Regions from separate parts of the Mus musculus genome. Here region 1 is linked to region 2. A link is a contact called in public HiChIP or PLAC-seq data. All regions are on one chromosome and are shown on one strand. The core of a region is the stretch at or near the end of the contact, and the rest is flanking DNA. Distances in the headings are between cores, read along the strand shown. Region 1 holds the start of Hotair (HOX transcript antisense RNA (non-protein coding)). Region 2 has its middle 59 kb from the start of Hoxc13.

Region 1 (3,415 bases), core at 90-2,589, 86 kb after region 2:
TATTTTATAACTACATAAGATATGATTAGAGTTAATGTTAGAGGCTTTGTTGGAAGCTGGAGGCAAGGTAGAGAGGCCTTAGGAATTTTTTTCTTTCCTATTTTTACCTGTGTGGGAATCTCCAGAAATCCCTAAGACTCTAAATTCATCCCCTGGATGTTTTAAGGGAAAGCTCTAGGATCTTAGGGTATATAAAATCCAAAGACCAAGATGAGGAAACACTAATTTGATACTCAGCCCCTCTTAGCCTAGAGGACAATGGAAGCCCCTCTTATCTCATTAGAAGACTTAGTTCCCAGTACAAGTCCACTAGGGTTTGGGAGACTTGGTTGGTGTGGTCCATGAGAGCAAGACAGGGGCTTATCAAAATCAAGTTCATTGTCAACCCCACATAGGAACTAGGCCCAGAATGAAGCCCTCTTTTATCCCCAATTTGTCTTTCCTGGAGTCCACGCCTTAACAATACTGGAGTCAAGACAAACGCCCAGCTGGAGCTAGGGAGGTCAAATTTAAGGCAGGGATCAGGGAAAGATTTTAAATTTTGCTATTGTTATTTTGGAGGGTTGAGAAATCCGAAGGCTGTAGGAGGAAGAGGGGAAGAAATGATCACAGAAGCAGAGAGTGAGGTGAAAGAGAGTTGAGAGAAAGTATGAGACCGTGAGTAAGGTAGATATAAAACAAAAAGGAGTGGCAGGAATAACCAGGAAATAAAACATAAGGAAAGAAATACAAGAAAAAGGTACAAACGGGAAGGGAAGGAAAAGACTGAAAGAGGCACGAAGAAGACAGACAAGGGTCAGTCTTTGGGCTGACTCTGCCTGGCGGGTTTGCAGCAGTCTGGGTGGGCGGGGGCACCATGACAAAGTGAAGGTCAAGTTAGCATCGTACCTTATAAGGAAGGCGTCGGTCCTCCATTTCAGCCTTTCTCTCTGGAAGGACTTAGCGCTGGCATTTCTGGTCTTGTAAACACAGGACTTTTTTTTTTTTTTTTAAGCCTCCTTTCTTTATTGAGAGTGAATTCTGCAGCCCCGGGAAGCTGTGGCTGTGGACTGGGAAGTCAACTAATGAAGATGGCAGGAAACTTTTCTCTCCTTTTCTGCCTCTGGCTCCACTCCCTGCCAGCTGGGGCGGCCCCCATCTCTTCTGTCTTCTGTATCTTTCACCATTGTCTCTAAATCTGGGCACGATTTCTTTACTCCCTGACTCCCCTGCAGACTTGTAAAACCCTTCCATTCCACAGCAGCAAAGTGGAGAAGGACTTTAAGAATTGGAGAGAAAATTAAGCATCATAAAGAAAACTTCATTTACAGCTTAATTGTCTGTCTGAGTATTACAGTTTTCTTCTGAAAACAAAGCGATATATTCGGTAAGGAGGAGTGAGGTCACAGGGATGGGGAGGGCCAGTGTAGCGGTAGACTTGGATTTATTTATTTCTCAATCCTGAGGTGGAAAGGAAAGAACAGAAGGAGGGGAGTGAGAGAGAAGCATTTTAACCATGAAACTACCAAAGGTGGGTGCAGCTGGTGAGATTGGAAGCAACATTCTAGCTGCACGGACCTGGTACTCACCCCAGCCTGGGCCTTGGGTGTGGAAAAGCTAGTATATTAGGTCGTTCTTGGTTTCAGAGAGCTAGGAAGCAGAAATGGAGGAAGGCTAGGCTCCGGGAGAATAAGGCAGAGCAGGAGACAGGCCTTGAAAGACAGAGTAGCGGCAGTCAGTCACAGTCAGTCGGCTGGTAGTGGTTACAGCCAGGAGGGAGAGAGGGAGGAAGGAGCCTAAGCTTGGATCCTTGATTCTTTCCTTCCTTCCACTGTAGTGTGGAGATTAGGGGTGTAGTGAAGTTAAAAGGGGGTTTATTGCTGTGGGGTTATCTATGGAGAACTCACTTCCTTCTCCCTGAATCTCACCACTTGTTTTTGGCTCCTCTGTGTTCATGGAGCCATCTTAAGGCCTAATTATTTCAAAATTGAAATTCTATAGCAAGGGGGAAGGGGCTGATGGATGCTTCAGGAGTGATGATGGGTGATTCTAACTAAACTCTAAATCTCCCAGTTTGTTGTTACCTTTGCCTTGTCAACTGGAAAGCTGACCCTTGGGACCAGCTCCATCCCACTCTACCTACCTGGCTGGGAATTTCTCCAATCTATAAGATCCCCAAAGTGGGCTGAGGCAGCCAGAATCAGCAGACAGGGGCAATTAATAGAGCAATTGGGCCTCCTATCTGGATCCAGTATCTCATGAAAAACAAAGGGACTCGATCTCATTATTTCTGGTGGTGTTAAGGAATCCTGGTTTCTCCACAGAATGTCTGATCCTGGGATCTGAAGAGATTTAATCTGAACAAAGTGCCACCTCAGCTCAAAGTGCCTGGGTCCTTTGTGTAGGGGATGAGGGTAGCCAAGGTAGGGACATCTGCTGTCAGGAATCCCCATGGAGGGGTTGGCAGACCTTCTTTGGCATGGCCCAGAATTCTGCTCACAGCATTCCAAATGGTTGGAATGGCCTGCGGAGGCCTTGTGAAGGGGGACCCCAGAAAGTCAAAAGGGGTTACTAGCTGGGATGCTTCCCCATAGTGTGGGGGAGAAACTCATACTCAGACCTCAGCCTGAAGCTCTTTGAAAAACTGCTCTTTGGAGATTTAGGGGACTTGAAAAGAGTAAGGCACCAGACACCCTATGAAAGCCAAGGCTGTGACTGTGACAGGGAGGAGAACCTGAGGGGGCAAGAGGTTGAGAAGGTATCACCTTAAACCATTTCTCCCAGAGAACACACACACACACACACACACACACACACACACACACACACACACACACACACGGCTCTAATACTGAAAAACACCAGATGATCTGCTTGGAAGGGACATAAACCGGCCAAGCGGATGCAGGTTAATAAAACCCGAAAAACCCCAGACAGGAACACTTAAAATGCCCAGAACAAAGAACACCGTGACAAATTCTCACCCAACACACAAGTACACGCACAAGAATATTCCTAGGCAGAGAAAGAAAGAGACCTTTCCTACCTCAGGTCTCCACCCGTGGACACTTAGGTATACCTGCACAGCTCCAAGAACAAATTTGTTCATGCTTCTAAACTGACCCAAACAAACCCCCAGTGATCGCCGGCAGGCACCGACTGCACTGCACACACCACGGAGACAGTCCGTATCCCCTGAGCCTCACTAATGCAAGATCCAGATCCATACCCGGAGATAAAAGTCTAGACAATAGACGGCTGTTTATGACAACGAGGCTCTCCAAGTTTGGGGCCAGGCGATAAATCTCTGGCGAATCTTCCTGTAACTCAACTTCTGGCTGTAGTGAAGAGAGAACCACGGAGACCACGGAGACGACCGATGGGGGAGAGACTTAAAGCGGGAGCTGAAGGTGCTTTCCTTGTGCAGTTCTTAGGC
Region 2 (2,943 bases), core at 314-2,813:
GTGGTTCCTCCCCTCCTCTGAAGCTAGAGGGGTGAGGCGGTTGCCATTGTCTTTATTATTTTGGAGATAGTATGGTGCATGAGTAGATTCTCATATGTCTGACTTCAAGCTCAGGGCTCAATCATTTCAGAATGGGACATAGAAAAAGAAAAATAGAATAAGTTCAGCCCATCTCTTCAGATAGCTCCTCCCCGTAGTCATCATTCCTTTTATATTAGCTCATATTGTGAATAGTCTTTGTTCCTACTTCACATTAGTGGAGCAACTTAGTCAGGAAATAACCAAAGTCCCTCCAAACCTTAAATCTCTTTTTTCTCAAAACCCAAGGAGGTAGACAGATGGCTTAGTGCATAAAACCCTTGATGTGTAAGACTGGCAACCTGAATTTAGACCCTAGCACTTGCATAAAAATGGAAAGAGACTTCCATACATGCACTTCATGCACACACACATACACACTGATGATGATGATAAATATTATTTCATAGCTAAGAAGAATGGCTTCTCGAGTAATGTGTGTATGCCTTTAATACCAATACTCAGGCGATAGAGGCAGGCAGAGCTCTGTAAGCTTGAGGCTAGCCTAGTCTACCCTGTCTCAAAAAAAAAAAAAAAAAAAAAAAAAGGCATCAGTGCCAGTGAGATGGCTCAGACGATAAAGGTGCTTGCCACAAAGCCTGAGCTCAATCCTTGAGACTCAAATGGTAGAAAAATAGAGCTGACTCCCAAAGGTTGTTCTCTGACCTCCACATATGCACCCATATGCATACACACACATAAATGCACACAAAATAAGTTAAATATATTTTATGCTATAAGAAATACAGAGTCAGAAAGCATTGAGGATAGACATAGCTGGTGAGAGAGAGAGAGAGAGAGAGAGAGAGAGAGAGAGAGAGACTTTTTGCTGTTGTCCAAAGGTAAAGTAAATGCATATTATTTCACATTTTTCCTTCATTGCATAAATTACATTTTTGAACCTATACAGTGTTTTTGTTTGTTTCTTTTCAAGACAAGGTTTCTCTATGTAGCCCACTGGAACTATCTCTGTAGACCAGGCTGGCCTCTAGCTTGCAGAGACCCTCCTGCTTCTGCCTCTTGAGTGCTGAGGTTAAAGGCACATCCCACCATGCCCAGCTTGAATCTACTCATGTGAAACTATACATGAGGCTTATGTTTACCTTTTACATCACGATACCTCACATAGAACTGGGTACATGGTAGACACTCAACAAATAAGAAAATCAGTTGTGTCTTTGCTTAGAGAATGAGAAGGGCTCCTTACTTAGCTGTTAAGAGGACGCTGTGCTCTTCACATACAAAGATGGAGATGAACCACAAAGCCTGGCAGCCCTTGGTGAATTCCTTGTTGACCATCTAGCCTCTCCCTGTTTCTGGAAGGATCTCATCTTAATACCCGGGACACAGTCCAGGGAGTGATCCAGAGCTGTGGATGGAAGAAGTGGGTCATGGCTATCAAGACAGATACTTTTATTCCAGCTGCTGTGTCCCAGATACAGCAGAGTTCTCAGCCCACTAACTTACAGGACACAGTTGGGGGTTGGGAACGTGAGTCAGAGAGGAATGTGGAAGGGACTGGCAGTTGGGAATTTTACTCTAGGGACAAGGTCGTTAGTTCTTTATGCTTATTTTTGATGGCATCTGCAAGGCCTAGGAATAATATCATGAAGAAGGTAGGTGGTCACTTCTGAATCCCCAGGATGTTGGTAGGAAAAGAATTTGAAAAGATTTCAATGGGAAGAAAACAATTCACAGCTCAAGAAAGAATCATAGAGCGATACACTTGAAGGAGGTCTGACTAATCCCATTGCCAACACTTCTCCCTCCACCTGGATACATAAAAATCTGTCCCTACGGGAGACCTCTTGAAAGTGAGAATATTGTGCTCTCAAGTTCAGTCCAACCTGCTCTGCAACATGGAGGCAATGACTTGAGCGGTGGACATACATGGAAAATTCTCCAACCCTCTGGCTGGAATGAGGGGACACAACAACAGCTTCTCAGCTCCAGTTTCTTGAGATTCTGCCTCTGCGTACAGTGGGGGTGGGGCAGCTGGTGGCAGCTGTGAAGAGTCCTTCATTCCTGAAGCCTACCTGAGAGGGTACCTATGACTCTTGTAAATGTGATGACATCGGCAATGACAGACTCTCCAGTCGCCTGGTAGTCTGTAATTGAAGCCAGGAATTCAGCACACGCTCAGACACACCCAGACTTTACCGTGGTTCCCAGAAGTGAGTTTTTGAACAGCTAGGAGGCTGGGAGGACCCTCACTTAACCCATCCTCCCTCACAAGCTCAAGGCCGTTGAGCTGAATTCTGGATCCTCAAATCCAGAGAAATTTTCTCTCCTTTTAAATCTCTGTCTCTGTTTCTATCACTAGTGCTGTCTACACTATTCCTTCTGGTGACTTCTAGGGCTAATCTCCTCAGTAAACCATATCCAGGCTCTTTGGTGTCACAGCCAATCCTTTCTGGTTTAATTGAAATCTCTTCTTGTTATAACCAGGGTCTAAAATTAATCAAGCCAGAAAACTTCTGCACTACTTGGAAGCCCCAGGCAAACAGGTCAGAGCATTTCTTGCTGTTCTCAACCCCTCTCTATAATGAGATGCTTTGTTTCCATGAATCGGCCTTGATCCAGACTTCCAGACTCTATGACAGGACACTTCATCCCTCCCTCTGCCTCCAGGCAGGACTGAACTTAACTCATCCCAGACTGAAGGGTGTCTCCTTTAGACCTTGTTTCAAGGTGTTCTGAGTTCTCAGCTTCTTTTAGTTAAGAGTGCCCACATGATTAACACTGCTGCCTAACCTCATCTTAATTTCCTATAGAATTTCCAGTCTATTTCTCCTCTCCATAGAAAGGAAAATCCACATGATTCTTATGCATTCCAGCCAAATGTGTCTCCTTGCCTTTACAGCT

Evidence for each region. HiChIP or PLAC-seq counts read pairs in DNA pulled down with a chosen protein or histone mark.
Region 1: a contact with region 2 is called in a CTCF HiChIP or PLAC-seq map of the NIH/3T3 cell line, with 16 read pairs. The contact joins the promoter of Hotair here to the enhancer-like site in region 2. A contact is called at or near these places in 3 of 39 promoter capture datasets (the C10 cell line, the HPC-7 cell line, HPC-7-derived erythroid cells and 1 more), 2 of 15 datasets of contacts at CTCF or cohesin (CD8 T cells and the NIH/3T3 cell line), 1 of 115 datasets of contacts at active chromatin or transcription factors (embryonic stem cells) and 2 of 9 other capture datasets (adipose tissue and pancreatic islet).

What each region holds. Positions count from the first base shown.
Region 1 is chr15:102,946,607-102,950,021 of GRCm38.p6, forward strand. Hotair (HOX transcript antisense RNA (non-protein coding)) reads right to left here and starts at 1,340. Exons shown (of 2, transcript NR_047528.1): 1 at 889-1,340.
Region 2 is chr15:102,860,483-102,863,425 of GRCm38.p6, forward strand. No RefSeq gene overlaps it. Among named protein-coding and RNA genes, the nearest start is that of Hoxc13, 59 kb to the right of the region's middle. Within about 2 kb of position 1,564, at least 8 of the 459 cell types and tissues checked have an H3K27ac peak or open chromatin away from gene starts, as enhancers often do. A contact at or near this core is called in the NIH/3T3 cell line, where this site is marked.